Regions from separate parts of the Mus musculus genome. Here regions 1 and 3 are each linked to region 2. Evidence: chromatin contacts called from public promoter capture Hi-C data. All regions are on one chromosome and are shown on one strand. Each heading gives the region's core, a stretch centred on a gene start, on an enhancer-like site or on the middle of the called end of the contact. The rest is flanking DNA. Distances are from core to core; before and after follow the strand shown.

Region 1 (2,849 bases), core at 149-2,648, 740 kb before region 2:
AAGCATAACCCTTATCTTGGCCACCATGGCCAGTTTATTCATGTTTCCATTGAGCAATGACAGAGGTGACTGGAGAAGGATGCTGACTGTCCACAGAACAGGTCATCTTATCCACTTGATTACTGAACTCCTTCTTGGCTAAAGTCACCTTTTGATGAGCACTTACCTGGGACACAAATATCTTCACATCCTTTGCTGGTTTGGAGACATCTATCCACATACTTCTTCCCCAGAAGTCTTTCTCACTGATTTTTCCAATCACGATTTTCCCAAGTCCCTGACCATCCAGCCAATCAATTCGCAATGTGGTATTGGGTATTGATCAGCTCTCAGATTATGTACAGGAAGGAGGTTCACTGGGTCACAACTGTGCCGTTGATCTCAGGTAACTGGAACGGTAGAAAACAGAACTGGGAGAGAGAGGACTATAGTACCACTCATCACACCACAATGGGGACATACAGCCTGCCCAGTGCCAAGAGTCATCCCAGTGAGTAAATGTGGGTTCTCCGATTACACCAACACAGGCTCTAGTGGAGCCTGCTGGTAACAATGAGGCTCTGACAGCCATTGGACAGGGACTCTATAGAAAATATCTTAACTTCCCTCTTGGCTTTCCTGTGAACCTAAAAACCATTTTTAAAATGACATCTTTGTGAGGAAGGATTTGAACAGAAAAATGTGTATCAGGATCTCAAGGAACTGAAGGTGGCTTTAGATTAAACACACCACGATCGGGGCTCTCTTTGCTCCTGAGTATGTCAGCCGATTTTGTCTCTGTCTCCTGTACATTTATCCTTTGTTAAGTTCTGCACATGGCCAAAGGGTTCTGTCTCAGTGCTGGATCTGAAAGCTAAATCTAGAACAGATTATTATAATATGAAAAGGGTTGTCTAAATAGTAAACATTTGTAGACCATGAATAATCTATCACCTCATTCCTTTGTTCATTTATCTGTTGACAACACAAAGCTTACTCCCTTTTCAGACGGAAGTCCAGGAGAATGGGGAATGGATAGTCACCCTGCAAAAGCCGTAAGTATGAATCTGCATTCTGTCTGGTCCTCTTCCTGTTCAGGGCCCTCCTGCATTTTTGCCTGGTGCATATTCCACATCTAGGTTCTTCTACTTCATGTCAGCTTCAGTACAGCAGTTTCAGGGCATAGCAGCTACACAGAGGTTCAGATCAAACCCATCCATTCTCAGAATGAGTCAGTCCCTCACAGTCAATCTAGTGGGAGAGGCCTGAAAAGCAAAGATCCTGACTGCTTCCCTGGCCTCCATAAGACCAGATGAGAGGGCCTCTCCAAAGTGGGAGACAGTTTTTCTCCTATGTGACAGACATTCTTCTTACCATCTGTGGTGACTTGAATAGGAATGACTCCCATAGGCCAGATTTAAATGCTTGGTCACCAGGGAGTGGCTCTATTAGGAGGTGTGGCCTCTCTGGAGGAAGTGTGTCACTGAGGGTGGGCTTTGGGGTTTCGAATGCTAAGCCAGGCCTAATGTCTCTGTCTTCCTGCAGCTTGCTGATCCAGAAGTAGAATTCCTGTCTCTTTCTCCAGCATCATGCCTGTCTGTATCCTGCCGTGCTTCTCGCCATGACAATAAAGGGCTAGTCTGAACTTGTAATCCAGCCCTATTAAATGTTTTCCTTTGTAAGAGTTTCCATGGTCATGGTGTCTCTTCACAGCAATAGAACAGTGACTATGACATGCTCCCAACTGTGTGTGTGTGTGTGTGTGTGTGTGTGTGTGTGTATGTGTGGTATGCCTCTCGCATATAGATATCAGAGAGCAACATTTGAGTGTTAGTTCTTTTCTTCCACCGTGGATTCTAGGAGCTGAACTGAACCTGGAATTCAAAGCAGGCACTTCTCTCTGTGGAGCATTTCAGTGGTCTGCTAACTTCAAACTCTGAATTCGGCAACGGCCAACACACATGACACAGAAAATATATGAGCCACAGATGCAGGCATTTTGATAATTTTTGTCTATTCACTCTCTTCCCTCTTCCTCCTGTCCCCTCAGATTTTGGAGGTGTTGAGAATTTTGGTCAAAGCATCTGATGGCTCTCTCAATATTAATGAATCCATTTGAATGAAAGAAAATCAGATGGAACCAAACCATTTGGCTGTGCCTCCTCTCCTCCTAGTCACCCCCTCTTTCCCCTTCCCTCCTCCTTCTTGTCACCCCCTGGGGGTCAAGTGTACAAGAGGGTGAATGAAAACCTTCCTGTAGTCTTTAGCTTCTGTGGCCAGTCAGAGGTGGCTTCTGTGGGTCTAGAAAACCAGCAAAGAGAATGGGGACCATGCCACAACTCATTTTCTTACATGTCCCCCACCCCAGCCATGTGTTTGAAAGCACCGTGAATGGAGTGGAGAATGGTGGAAGTGTAGTCAATCCCTGCTGCCTCTGAGCTGTGTAAGTGTGGAGAACTGCACAGCGCTGGTTGCCTTATGTGTAAGTCAGCTCAGGCATGATATAGAGACCATCAGTCTTGTGGCCTGTTGTGTGTATGGGGGCTTAGAATGACAGGCGTCTATGAAATGCCGAAAGAATGAACAGAGTCCAGCCATCTGGCCTTCCTCATATAGATACAATGACACAGAGAATTCAGTGCTCTTGCCCGAGGTCACAAATATTACTTAGGGGCAGTGACTCTGGGACATCGGACACTTAGGTTGGAATTCTGAATACCTCCCAAACTTTGTGGGGAGGGTGGGATAAAGAACACTGAAACACCTCATACGTTTTCTGTGTGATGTATGTCGGCCTTTGCCGAATCCAGGGTTTGAGACTGCCATTTTTACCCCCCAAACAAAGCAGAATAAAACAAAACAACTCATTC
Region 2 (2,700 bases), core at 52-2,551:
TTCAACTTTGCAAAAACAAAACAAACAAACAAACAAACAAAACTCTATTTTCCTTTCCGGGAGGGGGCGGCTTTCTTGGGAATTTCTTCTGTTCTTGAGGGTCAAGAGCAAACATGTGAAGATTTTTCTTTTCATCTTGAAACTCCAATTCTGCTTTAAGATAAACTATGTCCTAATTATCCTGGGGACCACTGAAGGTAGAAAGTCATTTCTCTCTTTGTGTCTTTTCTTTTTAACCCAGTCACTTAGAAAAGATGAAGTCGTGGCTAGTGATCAGCAAGCGGGAACGAAGCTGAGCTGTCTCACTTTAAGAATGTCTCAAGACATATCCTGCTCTGGCAGTTCCAATAGACCAGCGCAAAAACCCAACTCCTTGTGGCTAACCAGAACCTGCCTGGCTGAGCTACTTTGTATTCACTGCCCTGCCCTTTCCTGCCTTGAATAGACTTGGAGAACGAAAAAGCACCAGCTTTTGGAAAACCTGTTTCATCTTTCCAGCCAGAAAGTGCAGTAATTGATGCCTAGACCTCCAACTTCTGACAGACCTCTTGGTGAAGGTATGGGCCAGCAAGCAGGACCTGCTCGCAGGCAGAACTCCTTCCCCTAGCGCCCCGGGAGCCGCGCTCAACCGTGCGCTCCTTCGCAAAGGCTGCACAGGTTCCTCCCTCCAGTCCTCCTTCCCAGCACGCTCCTGGGACCCAAGTGGGAAAACATTCTCCTCTTTCCACCCCACCCCACATTTACAAACGCAAGTCTCCATCCCAGGGTGGCAAAGGTAGACGATGGATGGTTCAAGTATCATCGATTCCATTCATCACTGCATCCAGCACAAGGACGCCGCCTCGTTGCATAATTAAGTGATGAAGGCTCTTCCCAGGAATCTCTCCATCCAGGGACGTCTTTAAGTCGCCACAGCACACACCGAGGTAGCTCGCTGAGGAAAACCGAGTCCACCACCCTTCTGTCTACCCGGCAAAGGGGTGGGGGACAGCACTTCATTGAGACCCGCCACCCCCGAGTTCCCAGCTCACCCTCGTACATCGGCGCTCGCGCTCCTCCCAGCCGCTGGCGCTCTGCTCGGGCCTCGCGGGGCCTGTGGGCGTCCCCGGAGCCCCGGAGGCGGGCTCTGCCCAGACCTCCGCACCGCTACCCGCCTACCCTCCTGCAGGGTGCAGGGGTGCAGCCACGCCGGAAGGAGGAAGCCGGGCGCGTGCGAGCTTCGGGGTGCAAGACCGCCGCCCACTGCCGCCCGGGAGTGTGGGCCTGGTCCTGCGCGTCGTCGCCGCCACCGCTGTGCACGCGCGCGCGCGTCCACGTTGCAGGAAGCCAGGAGGACGCACCGCGCACCCACCATCCCAGGCCTCCTGGTCCCCATTGGCCTGTGGAGAAATTGTACAGATGCAGCAACCCAGCCGCACCGCGCAGAAAACACCTTGGAGAAGGCAAAGGAAATCCAAAACTTAGGAAAACGCAACAATGTCAACGACAATGAAACACATAAGTAGATCAACAATCATTCTTTAAAAAAAAAAATTTTTTTTGACCTGAGGAAAGGTCAGATCGCTTGAGCTTTGGTATAGTACAAATCTTTATTCTTCCTTAGTTATTTGCATTTGTTTCTATTCTGTTTTATTTTGTTTTTTCTTTTTTAAAAGACCATGCCTCAATGGAGTGCAGGCTTACCTGTAACTCACTCCGAAGCTCAGGTTGGACTCCAGCGTGAGGCAATCCTCCTTTCTCAGCCTCAGGGATGCAGGGCATGGTAAATGCTAGGTACCACACCTTCCTCTATCCATAGATTTTTTAAAATTACTTTTATTATTTTTATGTTTGCATCTCTGTGTGGGTGTGTATACTTGAATATAGGGCCCACAGAGTCAGGAAAAGTGTGGGATCCCTTCCAGCAAGACTTAAGAGGGAATTGTGAGTTACTCAGTGTGGGTGCTAGGAACTGAACTCAGGTCCTCTGCAAAGGTGGTACCACCTCTTAACTGCTGTGCCATCTCTCCAGCCCCATTCATAGTTTCTTAACAACCCTGATTGGTTACCTGGGCATGGTGGCTCACTTTAATCCCAGTATAGGGAGGCAGAGGTAGGCAAATTCTTGAGTTCTAGTCCAGCCTGGTCTACAGAGCAACTTCCACCAGGTCTACACAGAGAATGTCTCTCTCTCTCTCTCTCTCTCTCTCTCTCTCTCTCTCTCTCCACACACACACACACACACACACACACACACACAGAGAGAGAGAGAGAGAGAGAGAGAGAGAGAGAGAGAGAGAACTGGTTAAGAAATGTCTGGAGAAAAACTTTTACAAACTGGCAGGGTTGGTTTCTCAGTGAACTTATCTCAGTCAGAAGGAGTCATCTGCAGACAGGAAGCCTCCCCAGGAACACAACACAGACAGTGAATGGGGAGTAGACCCCATTATCTCCAAGGCTGTTCTCCTGCCCAGGAGTACTGGGCCAGGCTCCGAGAAGACAGCTTCTGTGTGATTCAGAAGTCCAGTTTCTGTACGTTTCACTCAGAAGCTGTGACTTTTAAAAGGCCCAATTTATGAAGATTATGACTGACTTTTGTCCTGACAATGGCTGGCCAGCCCTTGCCCACCTCACCTCCTGACTCCTCAGTCCCTCCCTCATCTTGCCACCCCTCCTCTGTTCCCCCAGAACTTCTGGTGGGTCTTCCTCAGCTGGCCTCCT
Region 3 (2,700 bases), core at 112-2,611, 580 kb after region 2:
AACGTTCCACTGTCTACTAACCCTTTCAACCAGAATCCTGTGGTCTCCTACCCACTACTGAATTCTCAGGAGAGTCTCGGTTGTCATCGTGGACCCTGACCCCACCCTACACCTGCTAGCTTTTCCTGAAGCTAAAATACATGATTTTAGGTAGAAGCATATTCCTCATTTCTCCAACCAGACTCTGCTCCCAAAGGGCCGTCTCCAGACTGGCCCAGGTGCAGACAGTCACCAGCAATTAACCCGAGCGCACCGTTTAGGTCTGTTGACCCCCTCAGCGACATTCAGTAGAAGGTTATGAAAGGACCATCATCTGAAGTCCCTTTTACCAGAGGTGGCTCCTTAACCAAAGGAATCATTCCAACCCCCTAGGCAAAACACGACAATTCCCCTTCCCTGATTGAGCAGGTGCTCTAGCTAATAACGCGAGCTGATCCCAATCTCTTAACAGCTTTGAGCCATAACTTTTAGAAGGGGAAAATGCCTTGCTTGGAGACAACTTCAAAGCCTATCGTATTTTTGTCCTATCGTTCCACAGAAGACATTGAAAGGAGAAACAAAAGCGGCATGCTTAACTTCGCTACGCAACTATAGTGCCTCAGTTTCCCCTCGAAGCGAAGACAGCCCCCGCCTCCTGGGCCAGAAAGTCCTGGATCTCTAGAACCTCCCGATGATCTGGCCTGAAGTCCGCAGCTGCAACACCACCTGGAGCCACAGCTGCGTCCAGATGGCCAAGTCCGGGCCTGCCTGGGCGCACCCTTCTGTCACCTGGCGGGGCCCTAGGGCGCCCCGATCTCGCTGCCTTGGGGCAAGCTCTAGAAGCTGCGTCTCCAGCGTTCGCGAGCCAGGTCACACCAGATGCACCTGCCTCTCTCGGCCCGTGGGTCCCTGAGCTCCAAGCCCGACCGGAGCTCGCGTGAGAAACGCAGGAAAAAGGAAAACAAGCCATAGGCAGGGCCGTCCTGGCCTCGTCGGCTGCCACCGAGACACCACCTGCGACGCGGCCGGGCGGCAGGGACAGAGGCCGGGCCGGGCCGCCGCGCGCGCCCCTTACCGGTGAGGCGGCCGCCCCCCTCGCCGTGCCCGCGGCGCCGCTGCAAGACGAAGTAGCAGCTGCTCTTCTGGGTCACCCAGAGCTTCAGCGCGTTCTTGAGCAGCACCTCCTCGGGCTTGAGCCACATCGCGGCGAACCTGCCGCGCCTGCGGGTCCCGGTTCACATCGCCCCAGCAGCCGGCCGCACCGGGCCGAGCCCGCTTGGAAGGAGGCGGCGGGAACTGCGCGCGGAGACAGAAGCGGGAGCGCCTGCCGAGCCCCGGAGCGCGGAGACCACAGCTCGCCGGGCTCACCCCGCGCTGCCTGCCGTGGCCCCGCCCCGGCTAGACCCTGCCCACCAGCCGCGGTCCCGCCCACCCCCGAAGCCACGCCCTCCACCCTCCCCGAGGCTCCAGTGGCGCCTCCCTGGTTTCCTAGTCTCTGCGGCTCCCGGCCAGGGTTCCGGAGTGGCGGGAGGAAATCGGAGCCACTGCCAGGTCTCCTCCCTCTAGTCCCGGACGAGTCTCGAATTCCCTCCTTCCCGGTAGGAAGCGAGCAACTGCGCAAGTTGTCTCCACGCTCCTTGTTTAAAAGCTGGAGGAAGGACCTAGGGGGAAAAGACATCTTGTTATCCAAGCTGCAGGTTGCCCAACCCAGAGTCTTAACCTTAAAGAGCACAATGCACGCCAGTAAACTGGAGTGTGTTCAAGTTTCAAATAACCAAAAGCTAACACTGAAAATTGGAGACAATTGTATCTGGATTTTTTTTTAATGCTGCGCTCTTCATTTTTTTTTTAAATTAACACAGAATGCTACATATTTTAGTCCATATATACAGCAAGGAGAGGGTCAGAGAAATTGCTTTCCGTTAATTCAAACATTTACATTTCTTCTTTATTACATTTTATTTATTGGAGGGGGTGGTCACGAGAGACAGTTTGGCGCGTGGAAGTCAGAAGACAACTTTGAGGAGTCAGTCTTGGCTTCCATTATGTGGACCCTGGGAATCCAACTCAGGTCATCAGGCCTGGCAGCAGGAGTCATTCTTGACATCCCCCACTTATTATTTCTCTTACAGAATATTTTTTCATGCTTTTGTAAGGATACAACTGAAGCTATAGGAGAGGTGGCAACGCAGAAACCTGAGTCCAGCAGCAGACCATACTGAACACTGAATGTCTTACAGAGACATAGGACCTAGAAGGCACCACTATGAGACTCACCCCTGCAGGTCCTCTCCGGAAAAAAATAAGGCTCTTGTGTCTATTCTGAGAAAACATTAAAGAAAAAAACAAACCCACTAGAACATGGGAGCAGGTAATAGTAACGAGAAGCCACGGGGCATGTGAGTACAGGGTTTTAAATAAATATTTTCTCTAGGCTAGAGTAGACATGTTAGCTGTCCTTGAAAAAGGCCGAGGGAAAGGGATCCACGTGTTCTCTGTGGGGAGGTGGTTAGATCGGATATCTTAGCCAAAGGGAGGGGAAAGGTTCCCTTAGTCCCTGGGTTTTGACAAAAGGACAAAATGTGGTTGTTAAGTAGGACAGAACTGGAAAGTAGAAGCTGTCCTGGGGGAGGATCAGAAACTGGTCAGATCCAACAGACAGTAGCCCTGTAGAAAGCAAAGTGAGACGGGAGGTTGGGGGATGGGGAGGACGGTGGAGGG

What was found. Promoter capture Hi-C pulls out the DNA fragments that hold promoters and counts their contacts.
Region 1: a promoter capture Hi-C map of trophoblast stem cells shows a contact between it and region 2, with 7 times the contacts expected there. The contact joins the enhancer-like site here to the promoter of Chst10 in region 2. A contact is called at or near these places in 12 of 39 promoter capture datasets (the 3T3-L1 cell line, 3T3-L1-derived adipocytes, the C10 cell line and 8 more) and 2 of 115 datasets of contacts at active chromatin or transcription factors (both in embryonic stem cells).
Region 3: a contact with region 2 is called in a promoter capture Hi-C map of neural stem cells. The contact joins the promoter of Tbc1d8 here to the promoter of Chst10 in region 2. A contact is called at or near these places in 2 of 39 promoter capture datasets (hippocampal neurons and neural stem cells), 1 of 484 Hi-C or Micro-C datasets (embryonic stem cells) and 1 of 115 datasets of contacts at active chromatin or transcription factors (embryonic stem cells).

Annotation. Positions count from the first base shown.
Region 1 is chr1:38,158,228-38,161,076 of GRCm38.p6, forward strand. Gm5099 (predicted gene 5099) reads left to right here. Exons shown (of 6, transcript NR_151587.1): 4 at 1-490; 5 at 988-1,034; 6 at 1,525-1,665. Among named protein-coding and RNA genes, the nearest start is that of Gm5099, 28 kb to the left of the region's middle. Within about 2 kb of position 1,399, at least 5 of the 459 cell types and tissues checked have an H3K27ac peak or open chromatin away from gene starts, as enhancers often do. A contact at or near this core is called in trophoblast stem cells, where this site is marked.
Region 2 is chr1:38,896,859-38,899,558 of GRCm38.p6, forward strand. Chst10 (carbohydrate sulfotransferase 10) reads right to left here and starts at 1,302. Exons shown (of 7, transcript NM_145142.2): 1 at 1,032-1,302. It overlaps Gm51581, which reads left to right. Exons shown (of 3, transcript XM_030243909.1): 2 at 544-775; 3 at 859-2,092. The coding sequence ends at 1,492.
Region 3 is chr1:39,477,386-39,480,085 of GRCm38.p6, forward strand. It overlaps Tbc1d8 (TBC1 domain family, member 8), which reads right to left and starts at 1,362. Exons shown (of 20, transcript NM_018775.4): 1 at 1,055-1,362. The coding sequence starts at 1,181.